2 separate regions of the Columba livia genome follow, and region 2 is linked to region 1. The links are chromatin contacts, called in public Hi-C maps. All regions are on one chromosome and are shown on one strand. Each heading gives the region's core, a stretch centred on a gene start, on an enhancer-like site or on the middle of the called end of the contact. The rest is flanking DNA. Distances are from core to core; before and after follow the strand shown.

Region 1 (5,959 bases), core at 3,143-5,642:
ACACATTTTTCTAGTGTATTCTGGAGAGAAAAAGACAATGCTATCGAATCAAGAAATCACACATCTTCAAGGAAACTTAAAGAATTAATATTAAGACTTTGGCCATTCAGCTTTGACCTTGCTGTTTATCTTTGAATGGCAAAATCTTAAGAACAAAACCAGAGTGAATCTCTAAGTAGAGCACCCAGCTTAAGCCCCTAGTTCTAATCATAGGAATGCATTGTCAAGACAATGAATTAGTTAATCCTGAAAGAGGAAATTTTTTTTTTTTCTTAATTTACATTTTTTAAAACATGTTTGTTTGTTTTCCTGCTCAGCTCCCCACGCCTTGTAAATTGTGAATTTCTCTTTTGGCTATGTATGATAAGGAAATTGTTTTCATTCTACAAGTGCGTTAATCATCCTGTAGCTAAGAAATATCAGTGTGCAGATGCTTTAGTTTCTAAAGGGGTTGATCCTAAAATAGTTACAATGATCTGACTGTTGCAGTTCTTTAATGTCTTAAAGTAAACTGGGGGTTTAAAGTGATGCTTACTGTGGTCTCACCCTAAAATCAACAACAGGATGAAAAGTTAGTTCTGGGGGAGAACTGGGGTAACGATTACATTAGATCATTACTGGTTTGGAAGAGCAAAGATCTCAATTCTGTGATTAAAACCCTGCGTGTGCTGCAGTTCAGAATTAGGTAAAATATACGCAAAAAGGAGTACTTGAGGGACCGAGGTGTACTGATTTGTAGCGATGAAATATTTTACTACTGGGCTGTCAGGGTTAAATGTTCATCGCACTGAGCTGGAACAGCCCCTGTGCGCTGGGTGTTGGGACAGTAGCAAGGTTTGGCCGCAGGAGGCCCCGCCAGTGCTGCTCCATGGAGAGATTTCTCTCATCTCTGCGGGGCTGGGGGCACGGGGAGAAGCAGGAGATCAGCTTGGCCCTGTGTCCCACCCTCCCCCCGCTTTCGCTAACCCTTCTTGCCTTATGATCGCATTGATCCTCTGTGAGGGTGCGCTGCTGCTTGGGCAGGGCAGCTTCTGTATTAAGAGATCAGAGCTGGCTTTCTCCCAGCCTACATGGATGGATTTGGTGTCAAGGGCAAGGAAAGGCAGCTGCTGCTGCCCCAGAGCACCACCCACGCACCTGTTTGCTGGTGAAAGTGTTAGTGGCCCCAGGTGAGGCTCCTGCCTTTCACTCTAAGAGTCTCCAGAGCACAGAAACCCAGAATGTGCGCTCTCAGGCCCAAAGCGTAGTGCCTGCCAGAGACCTGCACTCACCCGCAGCATCAGGACGCTTCATTCCCATTCCAAGTGATTCTCTTCAATTCATATGTAGGACTCAAAGCTTAACTTCCCATTTTAGGCAAGTTCATAAGTGAGCTTAAATTAGAACATCATCTGATAAGGCATAGTTCCTGCATCCACTGTCTTATGACAACTAAACAGAGCTAATGAACAGTGGTACTTACAGTGGATTCATAGGGTACATTCCTAGGGTGAGTGTCCCTTGAATAAGTGATATTGCAGAGCTTCTGGGGGCAAAAGAGAATTAAGAGACTGTTACTGGCTTTCAGGAATTTAGACTCCTATTTCAAACTTGATTTAATTCTTATGGAGAAAGAGTCCCTTTAGGAGCAGCCAAAGTTTAATCAGTAACACAACAGCGATTTAACTCAGTTCTCAGTATCTTAGAGAAGCTGCAACTGATTAGAAACCCCATTTCATTGAAATATTGCATGGAAGCATGAACATTCCAGTGTGGAAAGGCAACAGTCACTTCATCATTCTAGATCCCATGTTAACGCATCACCAACTCTCACATTCAAAGCCTTTCTACAGAAAATAGTTGGGGGACTAATAACCACCCACAGCCCTTAATTCTGAGTGATTATTCTAAAACCAAATTAACAGATCTGAGCTGTTACTACTGAGAACAAAATAATCTATAAGGGTGGGGGGGAAAGTCAGCAGCCCATGGGAAATGTCTCAGGATTAACTGCTTTTCTGTATGTTTCCAAACACTTTGTCAGTAGCATCCCCTCTGTCATAAATTACTTTTCTTGTTCCTTTTCACAGTGTTCACAGACATAGCACTTTGTTTGGAATATACACTCAAATAAGATTTTGCAAGTTACAAGAGTTATTATTCAGGTAATTTTATTCTTTATGTTCTCTACATACTTGAATTTTTACTTTGTAGTCATAACAGAATGAATAAGTATTTAAAAAACAACCCACAGAACACAACATAAATCAAAGCCAGCAAACAGTTGGTCCCCAAAGAATAAAGCAAGCAATCAGTTCAATAAACACACTTGATTTATTTTGTATAAAAAGGGTTAAGTTTACAACTAAACTTTTATAAAAAGTTTAGCATGATTAAGTACATCATTACACTTTTTGCAGAAATGTAAATTTCTGCCACTATACAAGAAAACTCTAATTAAAGAGTTCACAACGTTTCACTCATATATATATATATTTATATATAAATATATACACAGCATTCAGTCCTAGGTTTGTGTCAAAAAGGTAATTTTGACCACAGACTTTCCTAAAAAAACTGAACACTGGATCCTTCTGGTACTCACGCTCCACCTTTGGAAAAAAGGCAAAGTCTGCTTTAAAATGGGCAACTCCTTGTGAGATTTTTGTTTCGCTCCCCACGTTGGGAATAGTATATAAAGGAAGCCTTCCAACTAGGGAAAGGGTATTTAAGAGTCTCTTCATAAATAACTAGGTTCAGTCCAAGTTGCAGAATGGGGAGAGGATAAAGATCAATCTTGATATTTTCTTCTTCATTAATTTTAAAAGGTCCTTTTAGTTAGATGTGGATTTTCCCCTCCAGATACAGCTGAAAAATAAATTCAGCACCTCAAAAAAAAAAGAGATCATGTAGCCATTTTCTTGTGCAAAAAAAAAAAAAAAAAAATCTCATCAGTGGAACACCTGCAAGAGATTGAAAAGAGGCATATTTAGGAGAATGCTAACAGGGCAGAGATCCGGACAGACTGGCGCCAGAGAGGAAGCCACAGTTTGAACATTTAACCAAACACTCAGAGATTGGGCAAACCCTGGCGTCCAGATGCAACACATACACGCTCACACACTCGCTCTCCAGAGCACAAACTGAACATTAAAATAACTTACACTCAAGGGAAAGGGTAAAAAGAGGATTCTCAGTCCAATCTCTATTTAGATCTCTGTAAACGCAATGCTCAGAGGCGCCAGTCTGCCTCTTACAGCAAATTACTTGATTAAAAGCAGTCACTTATTTAACTGATAGCGCAGACAATCCCACATCACAGAATCTGAGGAATTGTGCCAAGATTCCCAACTTAATCAGTTACTTTGGCCTGGGAAGTTAAGACTCTAAGAACAGATAACAAGAGAATTTGCATTAAGGAGCGAGCAGTATCAGAGCAGCCTGTGCTGCCTAATGAACCTTAGCAACAAAATACACGTTGGACTGCAAGACTTAATTACTAGTTTAGTTTCTTATTATAAAGACATCTCCTAATGAATTTAAGACGATTTTTAGAAATGACCATCACGCCTCCCATTTCCCCAGGGAGACACTTATTATTTTTCCCTCCGAAGTTTCGAAAGAAGAGGCACTGCACTCACCGTTCGATTCAGCCACAAAGTGCTTTGCTGTCGCTTGACATGAGCTCTGAGGGGAACTCGGACGCCTGCGAGGAAAAAACAGCACAGGTGTGAGGAGAGGGGCCCGGGACCGGGGGAAGCGGGACAGAACCGTCCGGGGCGCTTCCCCCCTGCCGCACGGCGTCTGCAGAGCCGGGTCATCCCATCCCATCCCGCCCCGTCCCCGCCGCGGCCACCGCGCTCTGCCGTGAGGAAAGACATTTATTTCTAGTTGTAACCCCACGCTGGAGGTCGGCGGAGCGCCGGGGGCAGAGGGGCCGGCGGTTACCTGTAGCGAGAGGATGCTGATGTCTGTGTTGAGGGTGGTCAGAGGAGTTCTGGAGGAAGGGTTCTGCCCGGGTCTCTGGTGGTGGAGGCTAACGATGCTGGGGTGCGAGTCCAAGGCGATCTGCAGGTCCAGGATGTAGTCGATAACGTGCTGCAGGATTTCCATCTTGCTCACTTTCTTGTTCTGCGGGATGCTGGGCACCAGCTCCTTCAGCTTGGAGTAGCAGTCGTTCATGTTGTAAAGCAGGCTCATGGGGTCATCCACCGGCGTTTTGCTGCGGGAGATGCCCAGGTTGTGCTCCGAGAGGCCGCTTTTCCGGACGGACCGCACGGGGCTGAAGGCTTTCATGCTGGCAGGCGGGCGGAGAGCGCGGTTCCACGGACGGGAGCGGAGCCTGCGGAGCGCTGGCGCTGCCTCCCCTCTGCGCACTGCCGGAGCTCGCACTGAGGCGCGGGGCTGCGCGGCCTCCTCTTATACGGCCGCCGCCGCCGAGCCCGGCCCGCGCTCGCTGCCATTGGCGGCCGCCGGCACGTCCATCACCCCGGGGCGCCCTCACTGGTGGGGCGGACAGCGCGGGGGCTGCGCGGGCCTTCCGCCTGGAGAGCCAATCCCGACTGGGGGCGTGGCCGCGCCGCACAGCTGAGGGAGTAAATAGTCGGCGGCCCCCGCCCCCCCCCCCGCCCCGGTGGAGTCGGGTCTGCCGGGAGGGAGCGGGGCTGCGGCCTCGGGGGCAGCGCTGTGCGGGGACCGGAGCGCGGCTCTGGCGCTTTAGTCCGCGCTCGTTCTCCTATGGAGCGGTGGGTGTCCCTCCGCTGCTCGCCTCTCTGTAGGGGCACGGAGCGCCGCCGGCTGAAAGCCCGCACAGCAGCTGTGAGGGCCGGCGGTGCCGGAGCCAGGGGCGCGGAGTGCGGGGCAACCGGGTCGGGCTGTAGCGAGGGGCTGAGCCTTCCTAAAACTCACTGTGAGGCAGAGCATCGAGCGGGTTTTCAAAATAAAAACCGGCAGTGCAAGGGGACGGCCGGGTCAGCGGCGGAGCACTTCGGGCTGCAGATGTGAGCAAGGGCGTGTAAGCATCAAAAATAACGATAAAATAAAACTGTAAAACCAACTGCAGCTTTCTGCCCTGCCGAGCACAGGACACCCAGAGCCCTGCCGGAGTCAGGCGTCACTGTTCGCTCCCGGCTTCCCGAGGACAGGGCTATTTTAGATGATGCTATTAATTGGAGATCATTAAGCAAATGTGCATATTGGAAGTGCATTTACATGTATTACCCTTGAACGGCTGCTCATCTGCACCCTATCAGTGCTTGTGACACAGTACTGTCATTAATTATGCATAGATTGTTTCTGGTGACAAATGCAAATACTTACTACCCGCTGTACTTTTTGCAGCTTTTGGTTGCAGCCAATTAAACCTCTTCCAGAAACACTCCAGAGGAAAAAGTTGAGGTTTTTTTATTTAGCTGGAGAAGCAACTTGGATTTTTTTAAACTTTAACCCCATTATATTTTTCCATAGTTTGCTTATGCTGTATAACATACCGACATAACTTCCACCCGTCTTTTCACATATTACCTTGAGGAAAGTTAGAGAAGTGTGGACTTACATATGCAATTGATATGTATGGAATTCTACACAAAACGCAGCAATTCTGTAATAACCACCTGGATGCTTAAACTACTTCAGTGTTCACTGCAAACAAAAACGTAGTAACGGCATAGATCCACAAAATCAGTGAGGGCTGTGCTGTCAGTCATACCTATTAAAAGCAGACCAACACTGGGTTTATCTGCGCTGCTGTTGCATAGCTACACTGAAGGAGCTGGGGCTGTGGGGGAGGAACGTTGCAGACACTTGGAGACAAAGCTGCGGAGAGCTGGATCAATATTTTTTTCCAATTAACGTGGCATTCCTGAGCTGGTGGTTGGCTATTCTCTAGCAGGACATTTTGGCGACTGTCACCCCGGGGTGTTTGCCCCGGGGCTTTTCTCGGGGAGGGGGGATGACTGTAGGCGGTGGGCAGGCTGGCCGG
Region 2 (6,671 bases), core at 3,338-5,837, 280 kb after region 1:
TTAAGAATTATTTTCAGTATTACCTTCAACTAGAAGTTAAATTATAAGACTACAGAGTAATTTTGATTAATTTGAATGAAAGCAATGATCCATTAGCCCTAAAGTTTTGGGAACAAGACAATGAAAAGCAGTATGTCTCAAAGAAGTGCTGCAGTCCACATCTAGAAAATGACTGAGATATTTCTGGTTTGGGTTAAAAAGCTCATGAATTAACAAGAAAGTGGAAGAAGGGAATGCTCTGTATCAGGATTTCTGGTTGTAGAAGTAAAGTAAAAAAGAGTTAGAAATATGGCAAATGAGGACAAAATCCCCTGTTTGAAGGACTGAATACTACTAATAATACTATGTTATCTTGGAAAAATTATGTAACCTTTGGAATCCAGACAATTAGTCAGCTTTTCTGGCACTGTAATATTATTTCAGTAACATTACTTTTTGGGAACGTGCTAGATTTGTGGCATCAGCATCCATTTTCTAGACCTACTAAAGGAATACTCATGTCACTTCATTTTCGTTTTTTCTTTCCCATAAATGTGAACATTTCCCTAGATGAAGTTGTTTATGTGTGATGAAACTTTTTCAGTATTCTTGTATCTCTTCTTTGTGCTTGAGAAAGAAGCCATTGTGAGGTTCCACTGTAATAGTAGACGTATGTGTGGAGTTAGTACTGAAGAACACTGGTGATTACGGCTATCTGGACTTCACACTTGAGAACAGACATCCACCAGGAAGGAAGAAATGACACTTCAGAAAAAAACCTCAACTTTCTTGTCCTCTTTTTTAAAAGGGTAGATGATAGAAATCACATTGATAAGCAGTTCTTCTAGCAGCTTTATTAATATGGGATTTTTTGTTCTCATAACCATGAAGAAAGGTTAAACAACCAAACCTTTAGAGATGGAGGGCTTCTCTACAGCAGTTAATAGGGATTGTGTACCCCTTTCCTTTAGCCTTTCAAAACTAGCAATAATTGTTCTAATAATAATAAGAAATAAATTTAATACATTCAGTGTTTGTGGTAAGTCATGTTTAGGTTTAAAATGAGTTATTCCTTGCAATTAGAGACAAGAAAAAGGTATGTAGACTGGTAAAACAGTCATTCACACCACTTTAATCTGGCTTCATGAAAGACATGTGACATGTTTGCATTGCTAAACACTTAGCAATATTGACAGTGGAGCTGAGATGCCTTGCAATCAGGCATTATTTGATCAGGCAGTTCTTGTTGTACTGTACATAGTTAGAGAGTTGCTTTAAATACAATAAATAAAAGTAAAATCTTACACAAGGCAGCACAGCTTAGTAATTGCTGTTTTGGAGCTCACGTCGCTGCAGTTATTTAGCTCAGCATTTCATCTCCAGCTGCAGCACAATTTTTGCCAAATATAGATAAATGAAGTTAAAGTTATTGGCAGTGACTAGTTCTGTATCCCTGTTTTGAGTTCACAGATTTCATAGGAAAGGCCTTCCTTTATTTTTGTAGCAGGCAATTGTTTTGAACTCCAAACTTCTTCACACTCCAGTACAACACAGTGTTTTCAGTTCTACTTTATCAGACAGATACTCATAAACAGAGAGAATGAGCCGGTTCCCTGTTTGAGAAATATACCACATGAAATGTGAGGGAGGAACAAGCTCAGAAACTGAACCTCACTCAGCATATTTTAGGGGTTTAATGTAATCTCGATACTGAACTTGCAGACAGTGCCTTTCAGCATGGGATGCCTAACTCTATAGTGTGGTATGGGATGACCTGGTAGTATGGTTTGCTGCAGATCTTCCCTCTCACTACAAACTACGTACAGGTGCCTTTGATACTGTCTCTCACAGTACTCTCCTGGACAAAATGTCTAACATACAGCTGGATAAACACACAATGCCATGAGTGAACAATTGGCTGATGGGTCGGACTCAAAGGGTTATAGAACGGTAGGAAGATGTGCCAGGGGAGGTTTAGGTTGGACATCAGAAAAAGATTCTTCACCCAGAGGGTGCTGGAGCACTGGAACAGGCTCCCCAGGAAGGTGTCACAGCCCCAGGCCTGACAGTGTTCAAGAAGAGACTGGACAACACCCTCAGACACATGGTGTGAACTGTGGGGTTGTCATATGCAGGGACAGGAGTTGGACTCTGATCTTTGTCGATACCTTTCAACTCAGGACATTCTATGATTCTATGAAATCTTTTTTCATATGCTACATTGGCTTCAATAACTTCGCTTGGGACAATAGCTTTAGTAGCAGTGAACTCTACAATTACAATGGGAAGATGACTGAAGTTTGCCAGTAAGATTTCAAAGGGAAACCATATTTTCAGAATTAGGAGGGCAAGCATTTTTTTTTTTTTTCCTGTGAAATTTACCCGATTCATGCAGAGTGACTGGTTTCAGCTGAAGAAAAGGCTTCTACTTTTTGTGATTTCTTACCAGCTTTACCAACACTGGGAGTTTCACTTAATGAATCCTATGTTACCCTTTTTCCCAAATAAAACTTGGAAGGTTCAATGAAGTTATAGGCTTTTAAGTGAAAAAAACCCCAAACAAACAACAAAAAACCCAAACAAACAAACAAAACCAAAAAACCCACAAGAAACCCCAAACCACCTAATAAAATAATTGCTGCTGATAACAAAGCACCAAATGAAAAACAGGTATTTGTATTTTCCTGTGAATTATGGAAGAGGACAAATATGTTTCTTCAGCTAATGCAGAATTATTTTCAACAGATGTTATGAAATGATCCACTTTTTGCACTCATTTTGATATTACTTTAGAAAAATTCAGTTAAGAACATCTCTTAGCTCTTTTGAAATTAATGGGGTCTCACAATGTAGGGTGTGTAACTTTACATGCTATAAATATAGTATTAGCTCTTACACAGGGCTTCTTCATTGAAATAGCTGAAGCACATTACAAGTAGAGCTAATTAGGCATGATGGCTTTTTCGTATAAGAGATGTTGGTGAAAACAATATTTTTCACTTTTGAAAATATTTTTATTACAAAATAAAACTTTTTTAAAAGACAACATATTTTTTTTCTTGAAGGTTGTCTTATGGAAAAAGGTACTGTTTCCCATGGAGAAAAAGAAAAATATTTCTGTTTCATGAAAGGCTATATAACACAGCAATAAATTTCCAACAGAAAATTTAGGATTATTTTAATTAGGACCACTATTTAAGTCTTGTGTTCTCCGTGTTATGGGTGAATTATTATGTATTTTATAAAGGAGTAGACAGAGATGTTACTAATTCTTTAGGTTTATAAGGTGAATTGGTGCAGTCATAACAGAACTGTAGGTTTTACATCCCCATCTCCTGTTCACAGTACTAAACCAGCTGAAAATAGTACTTTACAATTTGAGGGAACGAGACCAGAGCTTTTTCCAGTATGATTCTTCTTTCTCATGAGAGTAACTAGTCACAGCGAATAACAGTTTTGATGTTCCAGACAGTTTGTACAGGATTATTATTCCTGTTGTTACTACTGGTGAAACTTTTCACTGGTGGATTCAGAGAACACTTTTCTGAAACTTTTGTACCAATATGACTCCAACAAATACAGCTATCTTTGTGTCAATAAACGGGGTAAATAAGGATCAGGCTCACTGCTCAGTACTGGAGAGGAGGTATTTCTTAGGGCTGGATGAGTATCTCTGGTTCCTACTGTCTCTCACATGTTGAAGTTGACTCCCTCAGGTAACTGTACTTTCTTGTGGCCACTCATACATGTCATTGTCCATGTGTTCCAGAATGTAGTTTGGAGCATATGAATCTAGCTGGCTTTTGCTGAGGAGCACATCAGGCCACGCTCCCTACAACTCTGCCAAAACCTGTGCATGGCCAAGGCCATTTTGGTGCCCTTTGGTCTGAGGGTGAAGTTGCTAGTTTCACAGTCAAATGTAACAACTCCTCATTCTGGCTATTTTCCTCATGATTAATCAACCTGACTAGAAGGCTGATCTGGTTTCATCAGCTACGTAGCTAGAAAACAGAGAGAAAAAACAGAGCCTTTTTGATATGGTGGTTGCATTCCTTTGGCGTATCCCTCATGGAGAGCAGTTTAACACAGGGTCTCCTGTTTGTACATACAGGGCTGCCATCCCCCTTTGAGCGACATAACAATGACATGATGTGAAAATAAAGCAAAAAACTCCCAGGAATGTTCCTCTCCAAAACGCTTGTGCACATACAAATGCACACAAGCGAGCTCATTTACACACTCAGGCAAATGCAGGCGTCTGCATATGCACACACACCCTGTCACTTTTGGCTCAATAGTGAGCGTGGTTAAATAATGTCAATAGCAGAAAGTCTTACGGTGCTGACACTTCCTCTGGCTGTAAAATATTTACTGTTCCTTTAAAACTGTGAATAAAAAAAGGTCAGTCTGTATACTGAACAAGGAGTAAAAAAAAAAAAATCCTTTTTTTATTAGAAAACACTTGAAACTTATCATGTGCAGCAGATGGGAGTAGAAAATGCAGCTTGAAGACAGTTATATAAATATATCCTTGATGTCTGTTTTGCTTTTCAATTTGCAGTGAAAAGTACAAAGGTAGAGTAGAGCGCCAGTCAGGGCTGCACTGTGTCTCTTGATATCCATTCCAGATGTTGGCTAGACTTTGTGGAGCCAGGCTTATGGCACTGAGGCTGGAGCTAGTTGTCTTTTCCTCCAGGTGTGATGCTTCATGCTGATCCCCCCACATGCTAGCCTGTCTTATCCAAACACACTAAGCTCTGTGACAGGCATCTACCACCTTTTTGACCAAAATTCACCTCCCTTCCCCCCCACCTCCAGGCTTTCCACCCACCCCAACTTCTTTCAGCTTGATGGGCTCTGCAGACAAGCCCACTTGTCCCTGCCTATCATTCTGTCACTTCAAAAGCAAGTCCCCCTAAAAAAATGAGCTCTGACGTGGTTCTCAAATAATGCTAGTCAGTTAGTAGCTGCTTTGAATATTCCTCTTTGTGTTTTGAGAGTGTCTGGAGGTACTATTTGACACCGAGTATGTCTGCCAAGCCTCTAATGGTAGTTCTCTGTTTGTGCATGCTTGTAAAGGATTTTACACTGTAATATTTTAACTCTCTGATTAAACATTGCTAAGCACAGAAGTATATCATAAATCTTGCAGGCGCCAACTCCATTTATCTGAATGTTAGTTACTGTCTATGGTGGGTAAACAAATTACAGCAGAGTTTATTACAATATATGGGGCCACGATGTAGATCTATTAATATCTTGTACCCCCTGGAAATATATTGTTGGCTCACAGTCTGAATTTTCTCTTCTGAACAATTAAAAACAAATTCTGAATGGAGGGTGGGAGGGTGCATGTGAGAGGGAGGGGGAAGCATCAGCCACTTTCAAGGGGAAACTTGCTGGGAGTAACAATAATGAGCTGCAATATCAAATTACTACTATCCTGGGTTTGAGGTCAGTACATATTGAGCTAGTTGTAAGATATTAAAGTAGAAACTTTTCTAGTTTGGAATGCATTAATACTGCTAAAGCTGCCAGCAAAACAGCTAGGAAGCATTTGAGTTGGAGTGGGCAGAAACAAAGGAGAATGTTAACAAGCAAGAGCATTGGAGTCTCTTCCTTTCCCAGCTACATGCAGCATGTTTGCAGAGATCATTCTCATTAACACTAGCAGGTCTGTGGTGCACAGATCTTCCACTTTTGATAGGAGATGAGCATTAGAGAAGCTGGAATATTTCTGAAGCCATCTACAAAAATAGTCACTTCTATTTTTTAATCAATTTTCTTAGCCTACACAAATAATCCCAGTTATGTGTATTTATTGCAATCAATGGAAGCTCTGTCTTCACAGAAATTTCTCAAAGTGCAGAATAAATGACTGATTAAAGTAGGAAATTAAACCTTTAGCAATTCTATTGGGAGGCTTCGGGGAGGGTTAGTTTAATCCTGTTTGTGATGGTTTATGATATGTTTCAACATACAAGTAGAAGCAAGAAAGATGTGCTGTAAGTTTTAAGAAAATTCATGGCAACTATTAAAAATAATTAAACTTCTAAAAATTTGGCACAGGATCAAGATCAAAACAGTATGTGTAAATCCCTGCTCACTTTTGATACTATAAAAACCTCACTGCTACATGTCCTGGTACATGGAGTTGTGGCTACCAGGCTGGCTATTAGTGGAGCTGTACCAGTTGGAGGTTGGAGATTACTTACAGTGATGCAGTCATGATGGTAAAATAAAATAAAGTAAGAAACTAATTCTTCACTAGTGCTTGCAGGGGGGTGGGCACTGCAATCTCTGGTACAAACTGACAGCCCTAACACCATGTTCAGGGGGAGCAGCCACTGCTAGTTGCTGTCTATCTCCCTTCCAGGAAACCACAAAACACCAACATTTTACAGACTGGAAAAGAGTTCATTACTTGCAGGGGCAGGGCAGGATAATGTTCCGATGTTCTTAGCTGGGCTCCAGTGGCCAATAACACAAACACCATCCTTCATAAAAGCAACTGGGGCTCAGTAAAAATAGAAATCCAAATATTTTGAAAGTTTTTGCATTTTGTCAATATCATAAATCATCACATGATATTGTATAGCAATGGTGAAAATAGGTCTGTAACTAGTAAAATTAGAACCACGGACTTTTTCCTAAGCAGTTTTTCTTTACATCAAAAATGAAATAACGCTAAA

What was found. Hi-C and Micro-C count contacts between places; a contact is called where the count stands out from the background.
Region 2: a contact with region 1 is called in a Hi-C map of crop, with 2.7 times the contacts expected there. The contact joins the enhancer-like site here to the promoter of ID2 in region 1. A contact is called at or near these places in 2 of 2 Hi-C or Micro-C datasets (crop and liver).

What each region holds. Positions count from the first base shown.
Region 1 is chr3:17,310,880-17,316,838 of bColLiv1.pat.W.v2, forward strand. ID2 (inhibitor of DNA binding 2) reads right to left here and starts at 4,393. Exons shown (of 3, transcript XM_005506815.4): 1 at 3,928-4,393; 2 at 3,621-3,685; 3 at 2,134-2,942. The coding sequence starts at 4,275. The coding sequence ends at 3,629. The region is part of intron 1 of LOC110362102 (a long non-coding RNA gene); the gene reads left to right.
Region 2 is chr3:17,588,499-17,595,169 of bColLiv1.pat.W.v2, forward strand. The region is part of intron 8 of LOC110362143 (a long non-coding RNA gene); the gene reads left to right. Among named protein-coding and RNA genes, the nearest start is that of ID2, 280 kb to the left of the region's middle. Within about 2 kb of position 4,588, at least 3 of the 3 cell types and tissues checked have an H3K27ac peak away from gene starts, as active enhancers do.